Linked DNA regions of Gossypium hirsutum: regions 1 and 3 are each linked to region 2. Evidence: chromatin contacts called from public Hi-C data. All regions are on one chromosome and are shown on one strand. Each heading gives the region's core, a stretch centred on a gene start, on an enhancer-like site or on the middle of the called end of the contact. The rest is flanking DNA. Distances are from core to core; before and after follow the strand shown.

The links. Hi-C and Micro-C count contacts between places; a contact is called where the count stands out from the background.
Region 1: a Hi-C map of leaf shows a contact between it and region 2, with 2.4 times the contacts expected there. The contact joins the promoter of LOC107941838 here to the promoter of LOC107932930 in region 2. A contact is called at or near these places in 2 of 34 Hi-C or Micro-C datasets (both in leaf).
Region 3: a Hi-C map of leaf shows a contact between it and region 2, with 7 times the contacts expected there. The contact joins the promoter of LOC121203658 here to the promoter of LOC107932930 in region 2. A contact is called at or near these places in 4 of 34 Hi-C or Micro-C datasets (all in leaf).

The regions. Positions count from the first base shown.
Region 1 is chrA07:16,484,561-16,487,260 of Gossypium_hirsutum_v2.1, reverse strand. It overlaps LOC107941838, which reads left to right and starts at 1,377. Exons shown (of 2, transcript XM_016875462.2): 1 at 1,377-1,537; 2 at 1,713-2,700. The coding sequence starts at 1,502. The coding sequence ends at 2,543.
Region 2 is chrA07:16,273,778-16,276,481 of Gossypium_hirsutum_v2.1, reverse strand. LOC107932930 (receptor-like protein kinase HERK 1) reads left to right here and starts at 1,355. Exons shown (of 1, transcript XM_016865052.2): 1 at 1,355-2,704. The coding sequence starts at 2,058.
Region 3 is chrA07:16,467,258-16,470,344 of Gossypium_hirsutum_v2.1, reverse strand. It overlaps LOC121203658 (protein SODIUM POTASSIUM ROOT DEFECTIVE 2-like), which reads right to left and starts at 1,250. Exons shown (of 2, transcript XM_041074088.1): 1 at 965-1,250; 2 at 379-778. The coding sequence starts at 1,250. The coding sequence ends at 618.

The DNA of each region.
Region 1 (2,700 bases), core at 128-2,627, 210 kb before region 2:
GGATCAAAATAAAATCAAAAACATAGTTGAGTGGCTATTTTTATAATTTACCCTAAAATTTTTAAATAAAACAACTAAAAAGCCATTACTTGAAATGATGGGTATTAAATCTACCAATTTTAAATTTCATGGCGAAAAGCAAAATAAATTCGTAGATAAAAAAGTAGTGCAAATCCAAGGAAGACTAGGTACCATAGAATTAAAATTTGTTGTCACCAAGGTAACATCGTGAGCACAACTTATGCAATCCTACAAGAAATATATATATATTGCAAAATAATAGAATAAAAACAAGTATAAATATAAATATATATAGAAGAATAGAATTAGTAACCAAAATTGTATCGAATATGTAAACCAAAGCTGATGATTGCTTTGCCCTTCAGTCGAGTTGCAGCCCGCCCCACACTAGCTCCTGTCTCCACCATCTTTTTCATCTTCTAACTTGGCAAACCTTTACTACTCCCTGCCATACTTGTCGCTGCCAAAAAATAAGATTAATTGGTTCTTACCAAATTCATCAAATTAATTGATTTTATTTTTAATTGGAGTCATTAAATGCTAGCTTATCATTTTAGTTAAGAAAACAGTGGGCAAAACTTCATACACTCGAGGTCTAATTTAAATATCCCTCCCTCCTCAACAAAAATAGAGTAAAAGCATTAAAATCAAGATCATGAAAGTTATAAAACATAATTAAAACTAAAAAAAAAAATACCAACCAATGATTTTATTATACACTTGAATTAAGTTTCAATCTTAAAATTATAATTTTTAAAAAAAATTTATTTATATTTACTCTCAATCAAAATATAATTAATCTCAATTCATAAAACGGATAAACACACTTTTAATTATAATAATAATAAAAAAAAGGTAAGAAACCGTTAGGAAGGGAAACCGTGTGAAGTATACAAGGAAAATGATAAAACCTAGAAACATCCGTTTCTTGTACGAGAGTTAAACTTTATTCTAAGCTCTCGGTGGCAAACAATTCGAATTTCATCCAATTTAAATTTCACATGAAATCGATTTTAAAAACAGACCAATTATTTTTTATTTAAAAAATACGAGTTGAAATTAAAGTTGGAAATATTTTATAGTATGTAAATAAAAAATAAAAAAATGAAATGGAAAAAATATATAATATAGGGACATTCTATAAAATTTGAGGTTTTGATAGGTCGACCTAAAAAAAATAGGAAGCACATAGTAATAGTAATAAAGAGGAAGAAATGGAAGGAGAGGGAGAAGAGTACTGAAAAGGTGGGAAAGGGTTTAATGGGATTTATTTATGTATGTATTATCCAATAGGAAAGTTTTAACATTGCGTGAGTGATAAAACGAGAAAAAAGAAGGGCCATCTCTTTCTCTTGTCTTTATTTGCATTCCATTGTTCTATAAATGTCTGCCTTTTCTTAACTCCCTTTCTCAGTATTTCTGATATTTTCCTCCTTTTTCTTTTCTTTGCATTCATTGTGTTTATTTTTTTCCCCGGCAAATGGAAGACTTGAGTCCCTTGTGGAACTATCAAGAGGTGGTCTTACTTGCTTTATGTTAATATTTCTGGTTCAATATTCTATGATTTTTTTTTTAAATATAGGTCTAATTTGGGTCAACATGTTCCCACTGAAACTATAGGGTTTGGCAAGTGCAATTTTGATGAAGTCTGAAACTAACCCTTTTTCCTTTTCTTTTTTCTGGTTAAACAGGATTTTGATGAACTGAAACTCAAGCTTCAATACACTAGTATTGAGATAGAGTCGGTGAAAATGGAAGCGAATGAACAAATAAGGAAATACAGGGATGAAGTGAACCATTTGGTAAATCTTGTAAAACTTGCTTGCCAAGAAAGAGATGAAGCAAGAGATCAGGTCGAAAAGCTAGTTAACAAGTTAATGGCTTCTTCTTCTTCGTCTTCTTCTTCTACAATCCTCCCTCAATCCCAGCCTGAAAATCTGCTTATGATTGCAGCAGCAAAAGCAAACTCCAGCATGACTGAATCAAGCAGTTTGTCAGAGACGTATAATCATCACCCCTCACATGGGTCTTCCCCAGTAGATTCCTTGTTTGATGCAGTTACTTCACCAGATTTTTCAAGCATTAATAATAACATGGCCGACAACAGTTTGATTGATAACCTTGCAAAGGGGAAAACTTTGCCTGAAAAAGGGAAGCTTTTGCAAGCTGTAATGGAAGCAAGCCCTCTTCTTCAAACACTTCTCGTTGCTGGGCCCCTTCCTCGATGGCGAAATCCCCCACCGCCTTTGCGAACTTACAAAATCCCACCTATTTCCATCAAAGCTTGTCATTCTAAACTTGATAACCAGAAACCAGGTGCCTGTCCCAATCCCAGTTCTACTGTTTTTGTAAAACAATTGAACAACTCATCGCCAATGTGCCCTCAAATGATTCGTGGGTCTGGTCAGTCATGTTCAGTCGCTATGTTGGATTTTGCAGCTTCTGGTTCTGCTCCTGAGCTGAGCAATGGTGCTAACTCTCAAATCTCATTCCTAGCAGGAAAGCGCCAAAGGCTTCAATGAGTTGAAAGTAGGTTTCCTTCAGTTTTGTAAACGTTAAAATCAATGTGAGGGTGATGGTGTACATTGGATACGCTTTTTAGAGGATTAATTTGGATGATTTTAGAGTAGTACAACTTTTTAAACACTTTTTACTTCTGGTTTATTACTTTATTTGAAC
Region 2 (2,704 bases), core at 106-2,605:
GAAATATTAAGTTAGTTGGGCTGAGATTATTTTGTAATAGGCTGAAATGATTTGAATCTTTTGTCTTTATGTAAATTTTATGTGGGCCAAGCAAAAATTTAGTCTAAAAAAGACGAAAATAAATTTTAAAATAGCTGGGTCAACCCGACCCTATTTGCGGCAATCTGATCCAGTGACGATCACCAACAAAGGTCCATTTCAGCAACCCGAGGAGAAAAGAAATTAATTTCAGTAACCCATAACATTGGGCTTCGGTATATTCTTACCCTTTTTATTATTATTTACCCATTCCAATTTAATATATATTTTAGATCACATATTATTGCAACGTTATTATTAGTTTTTTTTATTTTAGAAATATTTTTATTTTCTTTTAATTAATTTCAATAAATAAGGCAACGTGTCGATTTAACATTAAGTCTTTGATTTCATCGCTATGTTGGGTGAACATCATTGGCTCGTGTTAAAAATGGGACGTCCTTTTAAAAAAAATCGAAAAATTTAAAAATTCTCGTGTTTTGAAATAGGATAATTATTTTAGTGATTATTGGTAAGTGATCAAATTTTATTTTCAAAATGTAGATGAGGATATGTAATTTGTCAAAATTCTAGTGTTGTAAATTTTTTGTGTTTTTTATAAAAAAAATTCGGGTTTCAAAAATTTTCGTGTTTTCAAAAATTTTCGTTTTTTTTAATTTCTCAGGTTTCAAAGATTCTCAGGTTTTCAAGAATTTTTGTGTTTTCACAATCTCTCGGGTTTTAAAAAAATATTTTCAAGTTTCAAAATTTTCGTGTTTTCAAAATTCTCGTGTTTCAATAGGATCATGATTAAATATTAAATTGAATTCATTTTTTTTTTGAAATTAAAGACAACGCGTGTTTAAAGGGATACCAATTTTGGGCGTCGCGAGGGTGCCAATACCTTTCTCGTGCGTAACTGACTTCCGAATCCTATTTTTTTCTGGATTTTGACGTAGACCTAAACTCGACCTTTTTTTTACTCAAAAATATTTTTTTCTAAAAAGAAGATTTATTAGATTTCCGATCACATCTAGAAGAAAAGATTAGTGACGACTCCCCTTTTTTAATAAAATCGAAAATTAATTTTCAAATTTTCAAAAATCGTCTCAATTAACAACCAAAATAAATTTTTACGTAGCTACATAACCCTCCCACAAAACGTTTTATTTCATTTCTTATAATTTTCAGTTTCAATTTATTTATTGAAATTTGATATCAATTATTAAACAAAAGGAAAGAGATTGACATCAATCCATTAAAACTTAAAAAGACTTTAAAGTTTATAGAGGAAGGCATTTGCTTTTCCCCAGTCACCGCTCAAAACCACCCCCAACTAGCAGGATGGAGAGTAAATAACCTTTATGTTACTAGAAAACTTAAAACTCTGTTTTCTACCCACCGTCATTAAAACCCATAAAGACGCCTCTCTCTCCATAAATTTCCTAACTTTAAATTTGCTCTTATCTCTTCTGCATGTTATTGTTTTGTTTTTATTGTATTCACTTTACATCTATCGTTGATTTACCAAACCAGAAATTAGACATTTAAACAGTGTTTTTCTTATTATTTGTTCTGCTTATTCGTATTTTTGTTACACCACCTTTAGCCTCTTTGTGTTCTGTTTATTTAAGAATATGAACCAAAATGGGGAAAAAAAAATAGAAACAATTAAGTGGGAGACGTTGTAATCTAGTTTGAAGTTAAACCCGCTTATGTATGCACCCTGCTCTATCTGCATTGGAAATTGCAACGAAAACTCTGCCAAATTTCCATTACGGCTGCATAGAAGATTTGATTTTTTGAGTCTGGTTCATCTAAAATTCAAAGGTTTCATCTTTTCATCTCTTTGATTCGGTTCTCTTTCTGTTTCTTTGTTCCAGCTTTTGTCTTTAATTCAGATCTCTTAGTTGTTGTTTCTTTAATTTCTATTATTGTTTGCTATTAATCCATTTGTAGTTTATGTAAGAATCCAGGATTTCAGTTCCTGTTAAGATTCAAAGCTTTGGTGTTACTGTTACTTGCTAGGATTTGAAAAGATGGGTTGTAAGATAATTGAATTGCTCATCTGGGTTTCTTCAGTCTTATGTTTTCAATGCTTTGCTAGAGGGTTTACACCAGCAGACAACTACCTTATTGATTGTGGATCACTAGCTAATAGTACAGTGGGTGGTCGAGTTTTCATGGCTGATGACTTAGCCTCTAAACTCCTTTCTACACCACAACGTGTTGTTGGGAACACTTCGAAATCAATCATCTCTTCTGCCGTTTCACGGCTCTATCAAACAGCTAGAATCTTTACCGGTGTTTCTAAGTATACATTTCCAATCAGCCAACGGGGGAGACTCTGGATTCGCCTTTATTTCAGTCCATTTGTTTATGCTACTTACAATATGAGTTCGGCAAAGTTCGATGTTTCCACTGAAAACCATGTCCTTCTCAGCAGTTTCAGTGTTGGAGCTCATCTTGTCAAAGAATTCTCTGTTAATATCACCACCGATAGCCTTGCCATCATATTCACTCCTTCAGAGAATTCATTTGCTTTTATAAATGCCCTGGAAGTTGTTTCAGTTCCTGATCAGCTCATTCCAGACCACGCCCGTACTGTTAAATCATCAGTGGGATTCCAAGGCTTGATGTGGCAGGCACTGGAGACGGTTGCTAGGGTGAATATGGGGGGACCTAT
Region 3 (3,087 bases), core at 1-2,500, 190 kb before region 2:
AGTTTTTTCCAGTTCAAGCCGTTTGTAGTCATTTTACTTTTGTTTTTAGGAATTTAGTCACTTTATTTTTTCAGATTTTTAAATTTAGGTTTAATTTTTAATATTATTAAATTTATTTTATTAGATTAAAGTTCATTAAAATGTCATTTTTTCAGTTATAATGCCAACAAAATGAGTTTTTTTTTTAATTTCAAAATGTAACACCAATAATTTTAATAATGTTAACAATCGGATCTTAATTTTAAAATCTAAAAGGTAAAAGGACTAAATTCTCAAAATAAAAGAATATGGATCAAATTTTAAGTTTATGAAGAGTACATAGACCTATGACATAATTAACCAAAAACAAATTATAAAAGAGAGGGGTTACCCAATTTAGGGTTTTCTACAATGCAATATTAATCCAATTTAGGGATTACTCAACATCCTCTTTATCTTTGAATAATCTAAATAAAACAAAGGTTATGATACGATAATAATCCTAAAAGCTTACATCGGATTAATTTACGTTACGGTTTTGTATATAAGCATGCATGTAGACATGGGATCCACACCAACTGCAAATTCTTATAGCATTATTAGAGATTACATCCAGCAGGTTTGGAATTCGAGTAATATTAATCAGTAATTGGTTTGACCACGGGTGGAGATGCAGATGGAGATGACCAGAGCCGGGCATTCTTCACCTTGGACACGCTTTCTAGAACGCTTGAAGGTATTACATCGCCAATTACCGTCACTTTCTTTGTGGCCAAATCTATACTAAATGATGTCACTCCTGCAAACAAAACAAATGTTGAATAACACCATGTCTACCTAGCTTCTAATATGATACTGCATTTTTCTTTACGACCAATAATAACTACTTTGGGTTTTATGCTTTGCTTTAACATTAAGAAACATGTTACAAAAGCATGGTCAGATAATATAAGCAAAAGCTTTTCAATCTGTTGCTGAAACTGACCTTCCATTTTCGGGATTTGTTTCCTTACTTTTCCTTTACATCCTTTGCAGTGGATTGATACCCGCAAAACCACCACATGCTTAGGCTTTGCTGGGACATGGTCAGAGTCTGATAAACAATCGATAAAGGGCCTATCACTTAGAAGATATCTGGTGGAACCGTTGGTTGGAGGACTAGTTAGATCATGAATATGGGCTGAGCTTTTACGACGTACATCACTTGGCTTAACAGGCTTGTTTCTAGTCGTAGGAATTATAGGCGCAGTTGTGATGAGCAAGGTGAATATGGTTTAGACTTTTGAGGATCAAGAGGCCTATGGCCATGGCGGACCATGGAGCGATGGTCCAAGCGTGAGCAGGTGGCTATGGAAGCTGGAGAAGCACAGAAAAGATGCATTCCCTTCATGACACACTGAAGTTTTGTTGAAGTAAATATGGTATAGTTTTGAGGAAGAAAAGCTGAAATAGAGTTACAAAAGAGTAATAAAGGATCTTGATAAGGCCAACTAATCCGTTTTTGTAATAGGTGGATTAAGGAGAGAGAAAGGGAAAGAGAGGGAAAAATTTTAAATATGGGTAAATTACATTCAATGTAGTAAGTTTAATTTTAAGAAGTTACAAAATGGTCGCTAAATTTTTAAAAGTTTTCATTTAAGTCACTAAATTATTTGGAATTTTTAATTAAGTCATTGGCTATTGAGATTTTTTTTCCTTAAAAAAAACTCTAGTTAGCAAGCTCCAAACGACGATTCGACAATCGATATGGTGAATCAATATTCATCGACAAGTAGAAGAACATTCTTTAGATCCAAACCGATCTGACGATCAGTGTCAGAGATAAAAGAAGAAAGTTGTTTGGATTTTAGTTCACAGATTCCAATATTCAAGGTTGTTTCATAGAAAAAAATAAACTGTAATGTAAAAGAGAAGGGGAACGTGAGCGTTGTTCTATTAGTGTAGGCAGTACAAATAGAAACAGTCATACAACGCCTATTTTAATAGTCCAGTAACTTAAATGAAAACTTTCGAATAGTTTATTTGTCATTTTATAACTTATTAAAATTGAGTAATTAAAATGTAAAGTTACTAATAATTTAATCACCTTAGATATACTTATAAATAAATTATAAGGCAAGATTTAATCCAATTTATTCATATGCAATTATTTTGTACCATGTTTTTAAAGTGGTGACGTAAAATTGAAATTCTCAATTTAGTCTATTAACACTCCAGTAATCTGATTCAGTCTATTAAAATAATATCAAAATTTGAATCCCCATGATGATTAACAATAGACCGGGGAATATGGGATGGGCACCGGCAGAGCGGAAGCAGCTTCACAATATGTATAAATTAATCCTATTTTATTTCAATAAACTAAGATATCCATTGTTATTCTCTAACTTATTCATGGTAATTAATATAAAGGACGACCCACTTCATTTGTTCTCAGTTTCATTGTCCTTCTCTTGTGACCTCTATCACTTTCATTTCATGCAACTTTTTGTAATAAAAAACAGTAGATAATATTGTGGGTAACCACTGGTCAACAAGTTGTTCTTTCTCCTACGTCCAACAATTATACTTGTATGTTAATAATATTAATCTTAGTTTAGCATTTCTCAAAAGTATTCTTGAATTAGAAAACGCTTTTAAACAAAAAATTAAAATTTTCTATTTTTATTCTTGATTAAAAAAATATTTTTGCAAAACATTTTTTTTAAATAATTTTAAAAATATTTTTATTTCAAAAGTATTTTTATCTCAAAAATACTTTTTAAAAATAATATTAAACAACCCTAAATTCGAACTGCAGACATTTATTTTATGAACCAGTCTTAAATTCTACATGTTAACATTTGGTTAGGTTAATGTGAAAAGTTGATTTTATCTTTGTTTGTAATTTAATTCCAAAATCAACCAGTAGTATTTTACCTTAGAAAGCAGCTCAACCTTTCTTTTAAAAAATACTATTAAATATGAAGCACTTACACACCATTAACTTGTATGCGAAGTTACCTTAATTGATAGGGAACTGAACCAGACGATCCTTTTCTGAAAGGTTAAAAAATGTGTAGCTAGGTCATTCTTATTCAATGAAAATGTTAAATGTAGGTTTTCACC